Regions from separate parts of the Mus musculus genome. Here region 1 is linked to region 2. Evidence: chromatin contacts called from public Hi-C data. All regions are on one chromosome and are shown on one strand. Each heading gives the region's core, a stretch centred on a gene start, on an enhancer-like site or on the middle of the called end of the contact. The rest is flanking DNA. Distances are from core to core; before and after follow the strand shown.

Region 1 (4,561 bases), core at 718-3,217, 1.7 Mb after region 2:
AAAGGCATGAGCCACCACTGCCTGGCTGAGTTTGCTATTTTTAACAGTATTTCAGCAACAAAATATTTTGACTGCTATTTCAACTGAAAAGAATTCGAAGCCCAGCAAAGCTTTATGCTGCTGGTTTACCTTGTGCTGTTTTTAGGATATCCGACAATATGCTTTGTACCCTTGCTGGACTACCAGAACACCGAGTGAGTCTCTGTACCTCCGCAGCATGCAGAAGGTTCTGCATGTGTGATCTAGTCTTGTAACCATGGCGAAGACAGCACAAGCAGCCCAGGACAGACAGAAGGACATTGCCCACCTCCAAAACCTTAGCTCTTACTATGACAAAGAGAAGGGTATCCCTTTAAATGCTTTCATTTCTTGGTGACTACAGGTCAGGATTAGGAACTTTGCATGAACATTTCACATCACAGAAGTGCTGTAGGCTGACCTACAGTAGTTCTCTAGTAAAAGTCTGCCATGCATGCTTGGAAGTCCTGGAGGGAGCTCAGTTGTCACAGAGTTTACTCTGCTAGGTGACTGATAACAACACTAATTAACTCTAGGAAGCCCGCCAAAAGCTTATAAAAGGACTTATTACCACAGCCACCCACGTATCGTACAAGCCTGCAAGCAAGGCTGCTTTGTGGAACCGTGTGCCCTAGCAGTTCTAGGTTCACAAAGCACCATTAAGCCCCAGAGACAAACACTCTGAGATACTAGAAAGCACACCTCAAGTCTTTACATACACTGTAACAGAAAGCAGACATCTTCAGGCAAGCTCAAGAAAATAATTTGTACATTTATCTTTCTGTGGGCTGATGGGCAGGGTGGGAATGGCATGCAGTGTGCCGGCACCTACTCAGAGAGTCAGAGAAGGACTTGGCAGAAACACTTCTCCCCACTTTCTGAATGAAACGACCACAGCCAGAAACCTTCAGCAACTTGTATGGGGCTGAGCAGTTCTAAATGATGGAGCCTGGGTTTTAGGACTGAGTCCAAGCCCTCCCTTAACATTATACTCTCCTACACTCCGGGTGACACCCTTACAGAGAGTGCCACCACATCTACGACCCCCAGCCTTCTTTAAAGGAAGTCCCTTTATGGCTTATATTTTGTTAGGCATTTCTCTTAACTTCTGCTCTTACCCTGGAAATTGAGTTTTTAAATCTCCACATATAATCTTTGTTTTACAGGTTTTTTTTTTTTCCAAAATTTTTAGAATATAAATGTGGAAGCTCATTTAGCATTACTGGTCACCTAATAATAGAAACCAAATAACAAATTTTATTTTTCACTTAAAATAGTTGGTCTTTAGAATGGTTTTGCTTCTGAGGCAGGAGAGCCCAGGCTGATCAAACATCTTTGCTGGTGGGAGGATAAATTGATAAAATATTTTTGCAAACTAGAAAATACCATTCTATATCTGATGCTTTAGAAAATAAGCCCCTTACCCCGGGAAGTCTGCTGCTGATAGTCTATCATCAAAACTACTTTCCTGTACATAAATGCACGCCAGGTAGTCAAATGCAATGAATTTTTAAAAATTAGGTTAAATGGTTATATTGTATATAAACTACATCCAAATTTAGGAATGCTCTGCCTCAGCACCATTGTTCCTTTCTCTTTATAGTAAAGAATCCTGAAATAATTGAATTTTGAAATTCATAAAATGTTTCATTCATTGCTTCCATCTCGGGAGCTACATTGAGCTGCCAGTGACCCCAAGGAAATCTAAACAGACAGTTATTACAGCTGGTATCTAGTACATTATTTTACTTTGAAACTTAGGTTTTTAAAGTATTCCTTAACTTAAAGAGAATCATGTCAGGTACTTACATATCAGAAGGTGGCTAGGACCTCCGTTGTGGCAGTCCGTGTTTGCTCAGAATGGAGTTAGCTAAGCTGGGCATGTTGCTTTAAGAGTGATCGAGCAGGCGTCCTTTTATGGTGGTGCCTTTTTCCTGTCATCCTGTGACTGAGCATAGCCGTGATCAGTTAACCTCACATATGCTACGTGCTTTTTTTTCAAATGGGATGGGAAGTGAGATTTTTTTTCTGATACTGATTTTTAAAAACTGTTCAAAAGCCCCTTGGACTTTGTGAAATGCTCATATCTATGGAACTTTTAAATTTTTTTCAATAAGGATTTAAGTCTTAAAAGTTTTTTTTTTTTTTTTTAAGCAATAAGCTTTAAACAGAAAGAGGGAGGAGGGAGAGAGATAGGTATAGTTACTGGTGACCTTATGTTGATATTTTACATAAAGTTTAGGTTAAGGAAAAATGTCAAGTGTAATAGTGCTGTCTGCCTGGAGGCGTGGTGGTATCAGGAGTGTAGTGTAGAGTCTGAACCTGAACAGCTGTGTCAAAGATGGGTGTCTGTGGTGAGGGAGAAAGGCCTTCCTTGTGTGTAAGTTAGTTACATTTTCAGTGTCGAGAACAACTGACTGACTCAGTGGCAGTGGGCACAGAAAGATCTAGGACAGTTGGCAGACACGTTATTGAAGAGTTCAGCCTCAGGTACATAGTACCAGAGAGACCTGTTCTAGTCCCATGATGCCTTGAGCTCACTCCTTGAACCCAGCAGGTACTGCGTAGAGTGCTCTGAGCAAGCCAGAGAGGTGGCAGTCACCCATGCCCACCTGTGATCTAGCCTGCCATACGTGCGTGCTGCTTTTGGAAGACAGGCCTCACTTGTGCTGCGCCTGGGTGTTGGGGGACAGGGATTCCATGAGCAGAGAGGCTTAAGCCTCCCAGGACTACAGCCCCACCTTCCTGCAGAGTGGGGCTGTACACTGCTTCTGTCACCCATCCTTATTCAGGGAAATAGAAGATGGGTCAGGGGATGGGGGCTGCAGCAGATTTTCAAGCCAAACCTGCAGACAGCTCTCCCTTGTTTAAAATGGAATGTGCTTTAAAAGAAAAAAAACAAAACAAAACAAGAATGCTTTGGTAAACTGGTTGATTTTGAGGGATGCTATAGAGAGAATTGAGTCATTTTGATAGGAATCTGTAGCTTTATGCCCCCAGAGGCCTTAGAAGTTTTTCAAAATCACATTTTATTTATTTTGCATGTATGTGTTAGTGTGCTTACACATGTGCTATATATGTTTATAGCATGTGTGCCAGGGCATACATAGATCAGAGAACAACTTTTAGGGACAGATTCTCCTCTTCTGCCACCTGGATTCTAGGGATTAAAGGCTTGGTGACAAGTGACTATCTTGCAGCCTACCAGAGGTGGGTGTCCTCTTGGCCTAGGCTTCTGTAGAATTGCCTTTCAGTTGTGCTGTTGAAGGTCTGCAGAGGAAAACCAAAGAGCAAGCACCAAGTCAGTGGGATTCTTGGGCACCCACTTGGTTATGTATAAAATAAAGGCAAGTGAGAGCCAAGGTAAGTCAGCCTTATGATGTGGATTCGAAGACTTTGTGACTTGATAGGTAAACTTGGCATAACCTAGAACCAGTTCACCTTATACACCCACCATTGAGGGCTCAGGATGTGGCCGAGTGCAGAGAGCATTAGCATGTGCCAGGCCCTGGCTTATATTCCTAGCACTGCATATAAGCAAGATGGAATTGGCACATACTAGGAATTTCCAGTTTGTTACAAGACCATCCTAGTGGGATACTTTTTGGAAGACCCAGCTACTTAAAGCAAGTTTTATGGCAAGTAGGATCCATCATCTTTTTTTTTTTTTTTTTTTTTTTAGATGGCTGGCCCAGGATTCATAGAGATCCGCCTGCCTCTCCCTCCTGCATACCAGGACTAAAGGCCTGGTGGGTCCACCCTTTCACCCTTTCTTTTGTATGAGAAATAATCTAAGAAGTGTATGAAGAAGCCTGCAGATGCTGCTGTAGCTGCATGGGAGAGGAAACGCTAGGCCTGTTTTGTTGTTGACAGTTGTTTAGCAGTGGTCATACTATACCAGTGAACCCAGTGTCCTAGAAGTGAGGCAGACATCTGTGTGAAGTGTTTTCTTTGTTTGCTCTCTGAAGTATGGTCGGTCTTGAGTGTATAGTAGGTACTCTGTAACTAGTAAGGATATTAAAGGAATAAGTTATCTACTGACTGATTTTCTTGTGTGCTTCTAGCTCTTTGCTTAAGATAAGGAGGCTCCCAGAAGTTAGCTGTTGACTCTGCGTAAAAGGTCACTGTGAATGATTGTTGCCAGTGTAAAGAACAGATGTTGTCAGAAAATAAGGAAAAGGGAAAAACTGGTCAGTGACTAATAACATTATGGTATTTTGTGACGCCTTGCGTATATAGAAATAGCAACACAAAATTTCAGCAAAACAACCCAGAGAGTCCTGGTTTAAAATGTGTGCCTTTGCCCTGTTCCCACCTGTGGTCTCCTGTTTAGTCATCATTCGAAATGATGCAGTGATTAGTGTCTAAGGACTTTTTATACTTCTTCTCTTGCTGGATAAAATACAAGCTGTGGGCACTGAAATTATTGCCGTTTATTTTCTGGGAGGGTGGAGGTTATGTTAAACTGTGACCTCAAGCAAGAGCTGTGCTTCTGGCTATTTAGTAAATGGTGTTTTATGTTGCATTTGTTGATAGATGTGAA
Region 2 (4,276 bases), core at 557-3,056:
TGCCTCAGTAGGAAATAGGCCTAGATCCACTGCAATGTGATATGCCAAGGTGGGTTGATAGCCATAAGAGGTCCTCCCCACCCCCTTTCTGAAGAGAAAGGGAGGAAGAGTGGATGCAGGAAGAGAGGAGGTGGGGGAGGACCAGGAGGAGAGGAGGGAGAGGAAACTACAGTCAGGATGCAAAGTTAATTAATTAATTATTAAAATACACACATTCCAGTAATAACTAGCTGGGGTTAAATACTTATTTGTTTCAGATATTTTGCATTCTAACTGTTGAAACATAAAGTAGAGGCTGCAACCATCCAGCAAATGCACCCATCAAGAGCCTTCCTGCATCCTGCCTAGTATTCATAATACTGAAGGCACTGTGCATGCTACCAGAGGAGAAAGGTGACACCGACCCTTTGGTACACAGTGGTGACCTAGCTGCATGATACAACAGTAGCACAAAAGTTGTAGGAGTGACCAACCACCATGTGATTGAAGGCCCACTCCATGAGATGGGGCTCATGTCCGCCACTGCTCAGATGCACAGAGGATGAGACTAAATAGGTCATAGACCTGGGCAAGACCCAAGTACTGCTGTTCTACGAAAGAGAAGGTAAAACGATTCCCAGTGGCATCCTGCTATACCTACAGATCATGTCTCAGTCAGCCATCATCAGAGACGCTTCCTCCTGCAGAAGAAGGGCCAAGTACAGAGATCCACAGCTGGACAGTGTGCAGAGCATGAGAGAGCTTGCTTGGAACACTCGGGACTAAAGGGGATATCCTCATCTAACCCTCCTCTTGGGTATCAAGGAACTATGCAGAAGAGGAAGACAGACAGTTGGTAAGAGCCAGAGGGGTAGAAGACACCAAAGAAAGAGAGTTTTAGACACAACAGGATTGAGTGCATTTGAACGCACAGAGACTATGCTCCGCCTCATAGGTCCAAGGCAGACGGGGTTCCAGCTCTGAGATGTGGAAGTGGACATAAGCTCCTCTCCCCAACAAGGAATTTTTCTCCCATTAACAACTGCTTGAAAAGGAAAACTTAGGAGCCGGAGAGATGGCTCAGTGGTTAAGAGCACTGATTGCTCTTCCAAAGGTCCTGAGTTCAATTCCCAGCAACCACATGGTGGCTCACAACCATCTGTAATGGGATCTGATGTCTTCTTCTAATGTGTCTGAAGACAGCTACAGTCTACTCATATACATAAAATAAATAATTAATTCTTTTTTTAAAAAAAAGGAAGAAAAGGAAAAATTAGTTTCACCAAAGAAGTCCCACTGGGTATACAAATCACCTTTATAGGCAGAACCCATGCCCCAGCAGGAGATGGCCAACACACAAAGAACTCAGGGGTAATTTTGTATGTATTTTGTCTGGTAATGCTGTTTATTTATTTGCTTGTATATTATGGCTTTCTGATTTTGATTTTTCAGTGGAGTGTGTGTGTCTGTGTGTGTGTCTGTGTGTGTGTGTCTGTGTGCATGCACACTTTCAAAAATGCACATGTTAAAAGAAGAAAAAAAACACAGCACCTTCTATAAAATGTAAACTTTCTTCATATTTTTAAAGAGAAACTTAGCAACTAAAATTTATTCAGTGATATGACCATACTACATATTGTAAAGGATATAAGTTATTAATGCATGATCTCTCTTCTCTCTCAGTGGGCTTACAGCCTGGTTTATACAAACAAAGAAAAATAAATTTAAAAGCGTATGATAAAAGATTAAATGGGAAGGGATGGGCTAGACGTGTCACATTGAAAGAGGAAGGGCCTCACGCTGAGTAGTCACAGAGCAGCCACACTCTTTCTGTCTTATGATTGCTGACAACTTTTGTGATGGTTTGTATATGCTCAGCCCAGGGAGTGGCACTAATAGAAAGTGTGGCCTTGTTGGAGTAGGTGTGTCACTGTGGATGTGGGCTTTAAGATTCCCCATTCTAGCTGCCTGGAAGCCGGTATTCTGCTAGCAGCCTTCAGATGAAGATGTAGAACTCTCAGCTCCCCCTGCACCATACCTGCTTGGGTGCTGCCATGCTCTTGCCTTGATGATACTGGACTGAACCTCCAGTCCCAGTTAGATGTTGTCCTTATAAGAGCTGCCTTGGTTGTGGTGTCTGTTCACAGTTGTAAAAACCCTACTAAGACAATGACCATCACTTATTTCCTGGCTTCTCTTCTGGTATGGAAAACAAGTATTTCCATGTGTCCTCAATTGCCTGACATTTTTCACTCACAGAAAACCTTGATCTTTTTCTCTGTCTTAGCCAGGGTTTCTGTTGCTGTGATAAAAAAAAAAAAAAAAAAAAACAACCTGTGGAAGAAAGGGCCTACAGGGTTCTACGCCTCACGGCAGCTCATCATGAGGAGAAGCTAAGACCGCATCATGGAGGGAGGAGCTGAAGCCAACACCATGGAGGAATGGCAATTACTGGCTTGCTTAGTCTGCTTTCTTTCATACAGCCCAGGACCACCTGCCCAGAGATGTCGCCACCCACAGTGGACCTGCCTCTCCTACATCTATCATTAATCCAGAAAACATGTCCACAGCCTTGCCCATCTGATGGAGATTGAGGTTTCTCTCTTCTTGGATGATTCTATCTTTTGTCAAGTTGACAAAGAACTAACCAGGACACTCTGGAATTCACCATCATTCAAAACATCATCCCAAACTCGAGTTCTTCTAGCTTGAAAACTTGCTTGACTTTGTTTTGACTGTCCAAGGAGGTGCACTCACAGTGCACAATGCCTCTTAGTTTCAATATCACGTCTGCTTTCCTTCCTCTACCCAAACTTTATAAAACCTACACAGTAGATATATACACACATGCAGACACATAGATACATATATGTGATATATATACACATATATGTGTGTATATATATACATATACATATATATATATACATATATATATATATATAATTTATAAGTGCCCAAGATAAATCTTGTACTATATATATATGTGTGTGTGTGTACCATAAATAATTTATGGATATAGTACTATATATAATGCATTGATACTCAAAGGAAACCTATACTGTCTGTCTGTCTGTCTATACACACATATATTACACATTAGCACCATCACCTCCATGGCATCTCCATCATTCTATGTTTTCTCACAGGTGCTTGTTCCACCACTGCACATTGTCAGTATAGGGATAAGCCACCAAGAGGAAATGCACACTCATTTCTTATATTTGTTACCTTTCTACAGCTGGGATTAAAAACGCCACAATCAAAAGAGGAGAAAGGAGTCTATTTTTAGCTTGCAGTTCCAAGGGGATGAAGTCCACCATGGCCAGGAAGACATTGCAGCAGAAACTGGGAGCTGACAGAGAGAGGGCGGGGACAGGAAGTATGGTCAGGCTAGAAACCCTCAAAGCCCATTCCATTGTGAGCTACATCTCCCTGCACTTCTGCACTTGCTAAATGTTCCTTAACCTCCCCCAAACAGTGCCGTCAACTGAGGAGACAAGTGTTAACACACATGTATCACTAACCCCTCACACTTATCTCAGAGAAATAAAATGCATAAGAGAAATGTCTTTCAGTAAAAAGGAAAACTAACTCAACAAAAACATTATCAAAATAATTGTAGCGAGAGACAAGGTGAGGATAGGTGACCTCTGGGACATGTAAATAGGGATGGAGTCTAGGTGTCAAGAGATCACAGACAGGTGTCACTGTGGCCAATAATCATCTCGCTATTCATTCTGTGTTTGGTTTCTTGTCCATTCTTGTATTTGACATGGGCGTGCTCATCTGCAACTCATGGGCACTGAGAGTGGCTATTGGACAAACCAAAGGCAGCTTTTATTTTAATTGTTCTGTTCCCTTCTACTCTGGGCACAATCTTCTTTCCTTAGAGTTTGGACAGGAAAGCTGATGTGTGTGAGGCAAGCCCTTGTTTTTCTGTTCTATGATAGAATCTTGCTATGTAGCCCAATTAGTCCAGACTGGCCTTGACCTGACAATATCCTGCAACTGCCTTCCGAATGCTGAGATTACAGGCCTGTGCTGAGGACTGATATCGTCTGAATGTGTCTTGCCTTTCTTTTCTTGTTCATTCGCCTTTCTCTTTAATATATAAGATCAGTAAAGACTATACTTTTTTACATATCCACTCAGTTTCTTTATACACTTTTAAGAAATTAATACTGAGTTATAAAAAGGGGGAAGAAGGTAAAAGAAGCAGTGGAAGGGTTAAGAAGGAAGCAGAAGACAGGGAAATCCGGCTGGGTTCCATGGTAGTTGCAGTAGTTGGCGTGTC

The links. A called contact is a pair of places that touch in the nucleus more often than the background predicts.
Region 1: a Hi-C map of B cells shows a contact between it and region 2, with 5 read pairs. The contact joins the promoter of Gpr183 here to the enhancer-like site in region 2. A contact is called at or near these places in 2 of 39 promoter capture datasets (liver and pre-B cells) and 1 of 484 Hi-C or Micro-C datasets (B cells).

The regions. Positions count from the first base shown.
Region 1 is chr14:121,963,226-121,967,786 of GRCm38.p6, forward strand. Gpr183 (G protein-coupled receptor 183) reads right to left here and starts at 1,968. Exons shown (of 2, transcript NM_183031.2): 1 at 1,828-1,968. All of the region lies in intron 4 of Ubac2 (ubiquitin associated domain containing 2), which reads left to right.
Region 2 is chr14:120,266,880-120,271,155 of GRCm38.p6, forward strand. Gm52122 (a long non-coding RNA gene) reads right to left here. Exons shown (of 3, transcript XR_003951151.1): 3 at 4,183-4,276. Among named protein-coding and RNA genes, the nearest start is that of Mbnl2, 6.7 kb to the right of the region's middle. Within about 2 kb of position 1,807, at least 3 of the 459 cell types and tissues checked have an H3K27ac peak or open chromatin away from gene starts, as enhancers often do. A contact at or near this core is called in B cells, where this site is marked.